2 separate regions of the Callithrix jacchus genome follow, and region 1 is linked to region 2. Evidence: chromatin contacts called from public Hi-C data. All regions are on one chromosome and are shown on one strand. The core of a region is the stretch at or near the end of the contact, and the rest is flanking DNA. Distances in the headings are between cores, read along the strand shown.

The links. A called contact is a pair of places that touch in the nucleus more often than the background predicts.
Region 1: a Hi-C map of skeletal muscle shows a contact between it and region 2, with 5 times the contacts expected there. The contact joins the promoter of PRICKLE4 here to the enhancer-like site in region 2. A contact is called at or near these places in 3 of 3 Hi-C or Micro-C datasets (induced pluripotent stem cells and skeletal muscle).

What each region holds. Positions count from the first base shown.
Region 1 is chr4:50,283,229-50,286,934 of calJac240_pri, reverse strand. It overlaps PRICKLE4 (prickle planar cell polarity protein 4), which reads right to left and starts at 1,445. Exons shown (of 8, transcript XM_078369147.1): 1 at 612-1,445; 2 at 18-121. FRS3 (fibroblast growth factor receptor substrate 3) reads left to right here. Exons shown (of 7, transcript XM_035295620.3): 2 at 3,369-3,513.
Region 2 is chr4:50,203,595-50,207,723 of calJac240_pri, reverse strand. The region is part of intron 1 of TFEB (transcription factor EB); the gene reads left to right. Among named protein-coding and RNA genes, the nearest start is that of TFEB, 35 kb to the left of the region's middle. Within about 2 kb of position 1,878, at least 3 of the 16 cell types and tissues checked have an H3K27ac peak or open chromatin away from gene starts, as enhancers often do. A contact at or near this core is called in skeletal muscle, where this site is marked.

The DNA of each region.
Region 1 (3,706 bases), core at 196-2,695, 80 kb before region 2:
CCTGGCTTCACACCCACCTGCTTCCTTCCTCTTCTGTCCCTCAGGTCAGGTTTCCTGTGGAAGGCGGCCAGGATTGGGCTGTTCACACCAGGAGTAGCCACTTCGCCTGACAGCACTGCCCCTGTTTCAGGCAGCAAGAAAGGAGGGGGTATCTGGGGCCCCTGAAGGGGACTTGCAGCCTCTTTAATTTTAGCTCTAGTTTGAATGGAATTGTCCAACACTGAAACAACACTCAGAAATCAGGCCTCTACTCCTCACCTTTCCATTTCCCCAAAAGGCCGCCAAACTCCACTTCCACCTAGCACTGGAACACCCTTACTAACAGGCCGGCTGGATTCTTTCCATAATTCCCTTCCCCCTCCCATTTCAGATAAGGGACAGAACTGAACCCCTTGTCTTGCCTCCGCGCAGGTGCAAGAGGGCTCAGGGGCTGGACATCCCCAACCCCCACTGCCCTGAAGGGAGAGCCTGAGAGGCCTTAGGGCATGGGAAGGTGGTGGGATGGGAAGATTTCTGGGGACAATGGGAGGGAGAAGGAAGGGAAGTGCCCAGTCCTGCCAAGTGCCCTCTCGATAGATGCCCAAAGTTTTTCTAGAACTTGGCGGTCCCACCTCCGGGGCTGGGACGCGGTGTGTTTCCCGAGTCCGCTGGTATTCGCAGCCTGGCTGCTGGGATTTTAGGGGAGGGGACGAGGACTCCGCTGGGGTCTCACCCTCGCTGTGCGCCGCGTTCCGGGCAGTTCTGGACCGACTCTGCTTTCCGGCCCCTTACCCGGTCCCCACCCCAAGGCCTCAGTGCCCGCCCCCGCCTGCCGTAATAGTGCGGACCTTCCTCTCCCACGCCCCAGTGGCCCCCGCCGCTCCCCCGTCTCGTATCCGGCTGGTGGAGAGGGGCGGCTCAGTGAGGGGCCTGGAGCTGCAGATTGGAGAAAACACACACACATACACACACTTGTGGGATCTCCTGGAGCTGCAGATTGGAAAACACACACACACACACACTTGTGGGATTTCAGAGTGGAAATGTGCGGGCTCCACGACCTCCGCCATGCAGGTGCAGGGCCATCAGGCCCGGACAGCGCCCGGTGGGTATCCAGCAGACGGCGGGAGCCGCGTTTACATTGGGTTCTCAACCACTCGCTGAATGGAAACGCCTCACCGGGCCCGCAGCTCTGTCTCTCCGCAGTTCCCAGGTCCCCCCGAACTCTCCTTCAGGTCTCCCAGCCCCGCCCTTCCGCGTGTTTCCCTTCACTTCTCTCTTCCTTGTCCCCAGTGGTCCCCCTGGTCCCTTCTCCTCTTAGCCCTCTTCCGGGGTCCTCGGCCTGCCCTTCTCCCTTCAGGTCTCTTCAGACCCTTTCCCCTTCCCTTCGTTTCTCGCTCACCCCTCCTTCCCCGTTCCGATCCCCCGAGCACCCTAAACTTTGGTTCCCCCAGCACCACTTCTGCGCCCCGCCCCCGGCGCAGGCTCCGCCCTGTCTCCTCCGGGCTTGCTCAGTCCCTGGCCAGCAGCGCCCTCTGGCGTCTGCGCATGCTCCCTTTTCCCGACAGCAAAGTCCTCCAAAGGGACCTTCTAGGCTGCACGCCGGTCGCCCCCGCTCGGGTCCGCCCGCCTGCAGCGTCTCGTTGGTGCTGCCGGTGACCTCCGACCCCGCGGCGGCGGGGCGGGGCGGGGAGACCTTAGCTCCGGGCGGGCGGCGGCTGCTGCTGCAGCGGCACCCGGGAGCGGGGCCCGGCGCCGCCTGGGCCGCGGGGCGATGTGAGTCGGGGCGCGGCGGGGCGGGGACGAAGCGGCTTCACCGAGGCCGCGTCGCGCCGCGCCGCAGTCTCCACTCCCTCCCTAGGAAGCCCCGGGCGGGAGGGTGGCGGAGCACTGGGGTTGGGGGCGGGGATCCGGGGGCGGCGCGCACCCCGACCTCCCCATTCCTTACGGGCGTCTAGAAATTCTCCTTGACAGTCCTGCAGCCTGTCCTGCAGCCTTAGGCTCTCCAAACCCTACCTCAACCCTCTCCACCCTGGACACACCATCGCGTCTTCTGAAGCCCTCAGAACCCCCTCACTCATTCAACAAATCTCCTGCTATGCCCACCATTCTCTCTTGGGTGTCCCCAAATGCTTCCACTGCCTGGAAATTTCTGGGATTCCTCATATCCCCATTCTCCTTGCACTATCCAAAATGCCCACATCCAAAATTCTTGCTCGTGTTTCCCAAAACCTCCTCAAACGTTTTCAGCCCCAACACCCTCTCTAACCCCTGCCCCTGATCCATACCTATCCCAGACCAGAGCCCTCTCCCCCTTTCCACCCAATGCAGTCCTTCCTCAGTGGGCTGATACGTCCTGATATCTTAAAGAAAAGAGATGGTGATAGGGAAATGCAACCCCTTCCCGATCTTGCACCCTAGAGTGCTTGGTTTCAGTGCCCCCGCCCCGCCCTTGTTGGTGGCTCCAGCCCCAGAACTTTCCCGGTGACCTGTCTTTAGTCTGTGCACACCTCCCTGAGCCTGCTTCTTCCTTCCAGAGAATAATCCAGACCAAGGAGATGGGGTCCTTTTACCTGGAAGTTGTCCAAGGATGCAGGGTGCAAGGGGCCCTGGGAAGTATTGTTTCTCCAGAGTGGGAATGTGGATGTCCAGAGTCTGCAGAGACTTGGCTTGTTGACTTGTCTAACTTGGGCTCAGATGCCCTGAAATTTTGGCTACGGTTAACATTTATGTTAAAATTAGGCCTTTTAGAACTTGGGGAGCAGAAAATCTATCAAGCTTCCAAATTCGAAATTAAATCAGCCCGTCTTGAAAGAGGAGCATGTCCATTTTAGTGATGTTTGTCTTACATTTTTCCTCTGGAAGTTACTTAGGTTAGAAGCTCCACAGTTTATGGACAGTTGTCCCCAAAACTAAGGCCTTGGCTGGGAGTTGGGGGAGTGTTGACCTAAGTCTCCCAGATACTTAGTAGCAACAAACTGACTGGAATATTGATTTCCTGAATATTAAACCAGTGCTCTTTCCACTATATCCCAGTGTCCTTTTGAGAAAGCTCTTTGTGGAGTTAAAGTGCTCTGCAAAGGTAAGGTGGTAGTTTTGGTGTTTGTCGTAACAGGACTCAAAGGGAGATCTAAAGTGACTTACAAGGCCTTGGGTCGCCTTAGACTTCAAACTCATTGATGCTCTGTGAGTCTGTCCCTTTCAGGGCCCATGGGGCTTGGAGTTTGTGTTCTCTTTGCCCTTGATTTTACTTCCTTCCTTCATTAGTGTTTTTGTCCCGTTAGGGCTGGAACAGATATCCAGGTAGGATGAACTGCCAGGTCAGTTTCGTTAACAGTTGGGGGTGATGATAGGTTTCTATTAACCAGTGTCTCTGTTTCCTATGCTAGGTGAGCCCCAGGTGTATCCCAGAGGGATCCGGGTGAACTTCTCTGCAGACTGTTTGCCATGACAGCCCACCAAGGACGGAGGGAATAAAGTGGGAATCCTTCCCCATGCCCCTCCCATGGTCAGCTCCCCGATGGCCTGGGTGAGGTAAGAGCTATGTATAGGAGTCAGTTTTATGGTGTTTCCCAAGTTGGGACAAACAGAGGGTACAGGTCACCTGGTTGTTTAAGGCTTTACCATTCAGCAGGAGTTCCAGAAGGATAGCTAATCCTATAGACTCATTTTTTTGTGACAAGTTGCCACCCCTTAAAACTTCTGCTCGATATTGTTCCATGCATTT
Region 2 (4,129 bases), core at 629-3,128:
AGCTGGCAGCTAGCAGAAGACGCTGGAGTGTGGATTCTTTTCTCCTGAGAAGATGGAAAAGCAAAGGCCGTGTCCTAAGGCCGCCATGGCTCTGGAGAGGGAATTCCCGAATGCAGGGGCAGCCAGCACATGGGGCGGTGAAAGTGCTGTCTGGCTCTTCAGGCCAATTCTACCAGACCAACCCTGTGCACATCCATGCTGCCAGAGCCGTCAGCACACTGGGCCTTATGAGAGGTCCCACCCAGCCTCTCCATGTTAACATGATTTGTGAGGGCCTTCAGGCCCAGAGAGGGGGCAGGACTTGCCCAAGGTCATACTGGGTGGTGCGTAGCCAATTGCTGGTCTTCCAGTCCCACTCTGTCCTTAGCTAGGCTTTTGTGCTGGACCCGTGGGGGCTGAGGGAGCCCTTGCAAAACAAGACTCATCTCAGAGTCAGAGCTTGTGGGCCCCAAATTAACAATGGGATGAACTGACCAATCAGAGTCTTAGGCCTCATCTTCCCTGGGGAGGGACCTCAGTGACCACATTGGCTGACTTAGTGAAAACTTAGCTGATCTTCCCTGCAGGGGAGGCAAGCAGGTCTGCTGGGGTGGGTCAGAGGGTGCTTATGGGCAGGTGGAGTCCCAGTCTCTAAGCCTCCTTTCTTCCCCTCAGGCCCCTTTCCTATCCTAGGAGCCATCTATGGCTGAGCCCCACTCCTCCCAACCCTTGCCACCCTCACCTCACTATGGTCTGGTGCCAGATCTCTGATCCCTGGAATCACATTTCTGTCTGACCAACTTTATATAGCCTCGCCTTCTGCCCCCCCCGATCCACGACCTCTGGTGGGCTAATGGTCTCAGTGAGATTCAGATTTGTCACCCTGTGAGCCTCCTGGGCATGGATGTCTTGGCTGTTTGGCAAAAGAGCATGTGTGGGCGGGGTCTGGGAAGGCTGAGGAGCATGCAGGCCTCTCTGGGGAACCTCTGTAGGATTCACTGAAGGTGCCATGGCATGGGGGAGTGGGGCAGGGCTGGAAGTGCAGGGGACAACAAGTCATCTACATGGGGAGACCTTTCCTATGGGCCCCAGGTTTCCTCCTCTGGACTGGAGCTGGTGATGGCCACATACCTGAGAGACCTGGGCTCGAATCCCCACTTCACTGTGTTCCTGCAGTATGACCTCTGACAAGCTGCTTAACCCTTCTTTATTTGAGATGGAGTCTCACTCTGGGTGCAATGGTGCGATCTCAGCTCACTGCAACCTCTGCCTCCTAAGTTAAGCCATTCTCCTGCCTCAGCCTCCCATGTAGCTGGTACTATAGGCATGCGCCACCATGCCCAGCTAATTTTTGTATTTTTAGTAGAGACGGGCTTTCGCTGTGTTGACAAGGCTGGTTTCAAACTCCTGACCTCCAGTGACCCACCTGCCTCGGCCTCCCAAAGCGTTGGGATTACAGGCATGAGCCACTGCATCTACTTAACCTTTCTGAGTCTCGGTTTCCTATCCTGCTGGCCTTGGCTGTCTGTCCCGTCAGGTGTTTGTGGTGATGAATGATTGAACAGGGGTCCCCTGCACAGTGCAATGTGGGAGACACTCAGAGCCAATGTGGGAGACACTCAGAGCGTTTGCTCAGAGTGGGTGATAACTGAGTGTGTGGGAGTCATGGGACCAGCAGCCCCTGAGGGCCCTGCATCTCTTTTTGGAAAGTCTGATGGGTGAGATGGCGTGGAGGTTCTAAAGAAGGAAAGTGATTTCTCTGAAGCTTCCTTGTAACTGAGGAGACTGGTAGGTGGCAAGGAAACGCTAGAGAACAAAGCACGGTAGATATAGGCAGGAGGCTGGAGCGGATGGACTGCCCAGAAGGTGGGTGCCAGGGCTCAAGGGCTACTCCCCAACCCAGAAGAAAGGTGGCTGCGTGCTAACGGAATCCTTAGACTGCAAGGGGCAGCTGATGCAGCTACACGTGTGTGCACATCCATGTGTGTGCATGTGTGGGGGCATGTGTGAGAGAAAGAATAGAAAAAGAGAGAAGCAGACCCAGAGAGACAGAGAGTCCACATGGGTGTCTGGGCTAATCTGTGCATATCACAGGGGTGGAATCCCTTTCTGGTTTCTCCTTTCATGCTTCTTTTAGCTACATGTCCCCTTATCCCTGTATTGCCATGCCCAGTGGCAGTCTTCCTTGCCAGTGCCCAGCTGGTCCCTGTGGGACAGGACAGGGTGACTCCCTGGTCTGCAAAGGCCTTTGAAGCTGCTCCCCCTGTTGATGCGGGCCAACAGGCTGGACAGCCAGGAGGCGCCAGTTCCCACCCTTTCCTGTGGGATGTGAGCTGAAACTTGGGGCTGATGGGCCTGAGCTGTGGGAACAGGAGGCCATTAAGTGGGCCAGGAGCTTGTGTGACCGCCCTTCCTCTCTCCTCTCCTTCCTCTCCCTCCTCCCCACCTCCTGCTGGTGCTCAGAGATTTAAAAACAAGCCCCTGACTGCCCCTGCCCCCAGCCCTGCCGTCTTCCGCAGCACATCCCTGCAGGGGGTCCCGGAGAGGCGTGCAGAACACATCCTGGGGGCTTGCTCTGCTGCTACAGAGACACATTGTGCAGGTCCCCCTTTTTGAGCCTCTGCTTCCTCATGTAATTCATTCTTTGTTTCTTGATCTTTATTCATCACAAATAGGGGCTGGTCAGTCCACAGTAAATTTGCTCACTTGGCAGAGCAGTTCCATTGCATGAAAGATACAGAAGACCACATCCTGCATGGCAGCCTTTGTGTGCTGTTGGAGACCAGTAGCACTCAGCCATGGTGAGGCAGGACAGGGTCCCGGAGGGAACCTGCCAGGGTGGTGGTGACATTCTCCATCTTGATCTAAACAGTGATTACACAAGGGCACATGCCTGTAAAGATTCACTGAGCTGTACACCACAAATCTATGCATTTTGCTAGGATAAATGACACCTCATGAAAAGGGAAAAAGACCAAAATATGGCATTAAAAACATTAAAAACATGTACGTGTCCCATTGACCTCATTTCTGCTTCTGGTTTCAAGGACCTTCCAGTCAAATAGTACACACTTACCAGGTATCTTGGGTTTGCTGTTTCAGTATCAGAAGTTGCCAGCTAATATAATAAAAAGCTACATGATGAAGTATCTCCAGTGTGCCAGGAACTGTGCTAAACTCTGGCTACTTATCCCTCAGAACCCAAAGAGGTGGATATTGTTATTGCTCACCTGCCTCTCTCATCTCCTGCAGTGAATGACATGATATACAAGCTTTGGAAAAGAAAAATTTAAAGGACCCAAGGCTTTTGGAGAGGAAACAGAGGGTGGCTGGTAATAGGAAAAGCTGGCCTGAGGCCTTCCTGCCCCTATCTAGTAAGGAGAGACCGAGGTTGGGGTTACCACTAGGCTGCTCTGCCCCAGTCTGAGCTTTCAGATGTGTGTGTGTGTGTGTGTGTGTGTGTGTGTGTGTGTGTGTGTGAATGAATGGGTGAATGGATGGGACCCTTTCCCCAAAAGAAACTTGTGCAGGGAAGCCCCCAGTGGACCTGGATGGAGCAACATTGAATAGTGATCAGAATGGTGACACCTACCCTCTGCCCATATATTCACACCTGCAGACAGCCTCCATACCCAGCCTCCTAACTTAGAGCACAACTGCTCTATGAGAGACGTGGCCCCACCTGGCAAGCCTAGCCTGACTGATGGGAAGACTGAGGCTATGTCCAGACATTGAGTCCAGTCCAAAGCTGGGACTTGAACCCTAGCACTTGGCCTTTTCCACAGCATTATATGGGCAGGATTACTGGCTCCTGGGAGTCATAGGACTCCTTTCCACCTGTCACTCTGTTTGGGCCTGGGCCATCTGATGCCCGCTCCCCAGGTCTTACAGTGACTCATGACCACCTCCGTAACTTGGAATGGCTTTGTCCATGGGAATAATGTGAGGTTCTTGTTCTGTTTCCTTGTTCGTCAAGTCTTCCTCTGCCGCCTCCCCTGCCAGAGGGGGCTGAGAACAACCCCAAGTTTGGTATTTTTTCCTCTCTTCCCTTCCCAAGGCTGAAAGGTTCCTAGGAGGCCATGAAGCCCTTCCTTTGCCTCCAGGAGCCTCGAACCTGTTCAGAAAGCCTTCGTTTTGTGGTCAGTTTCTT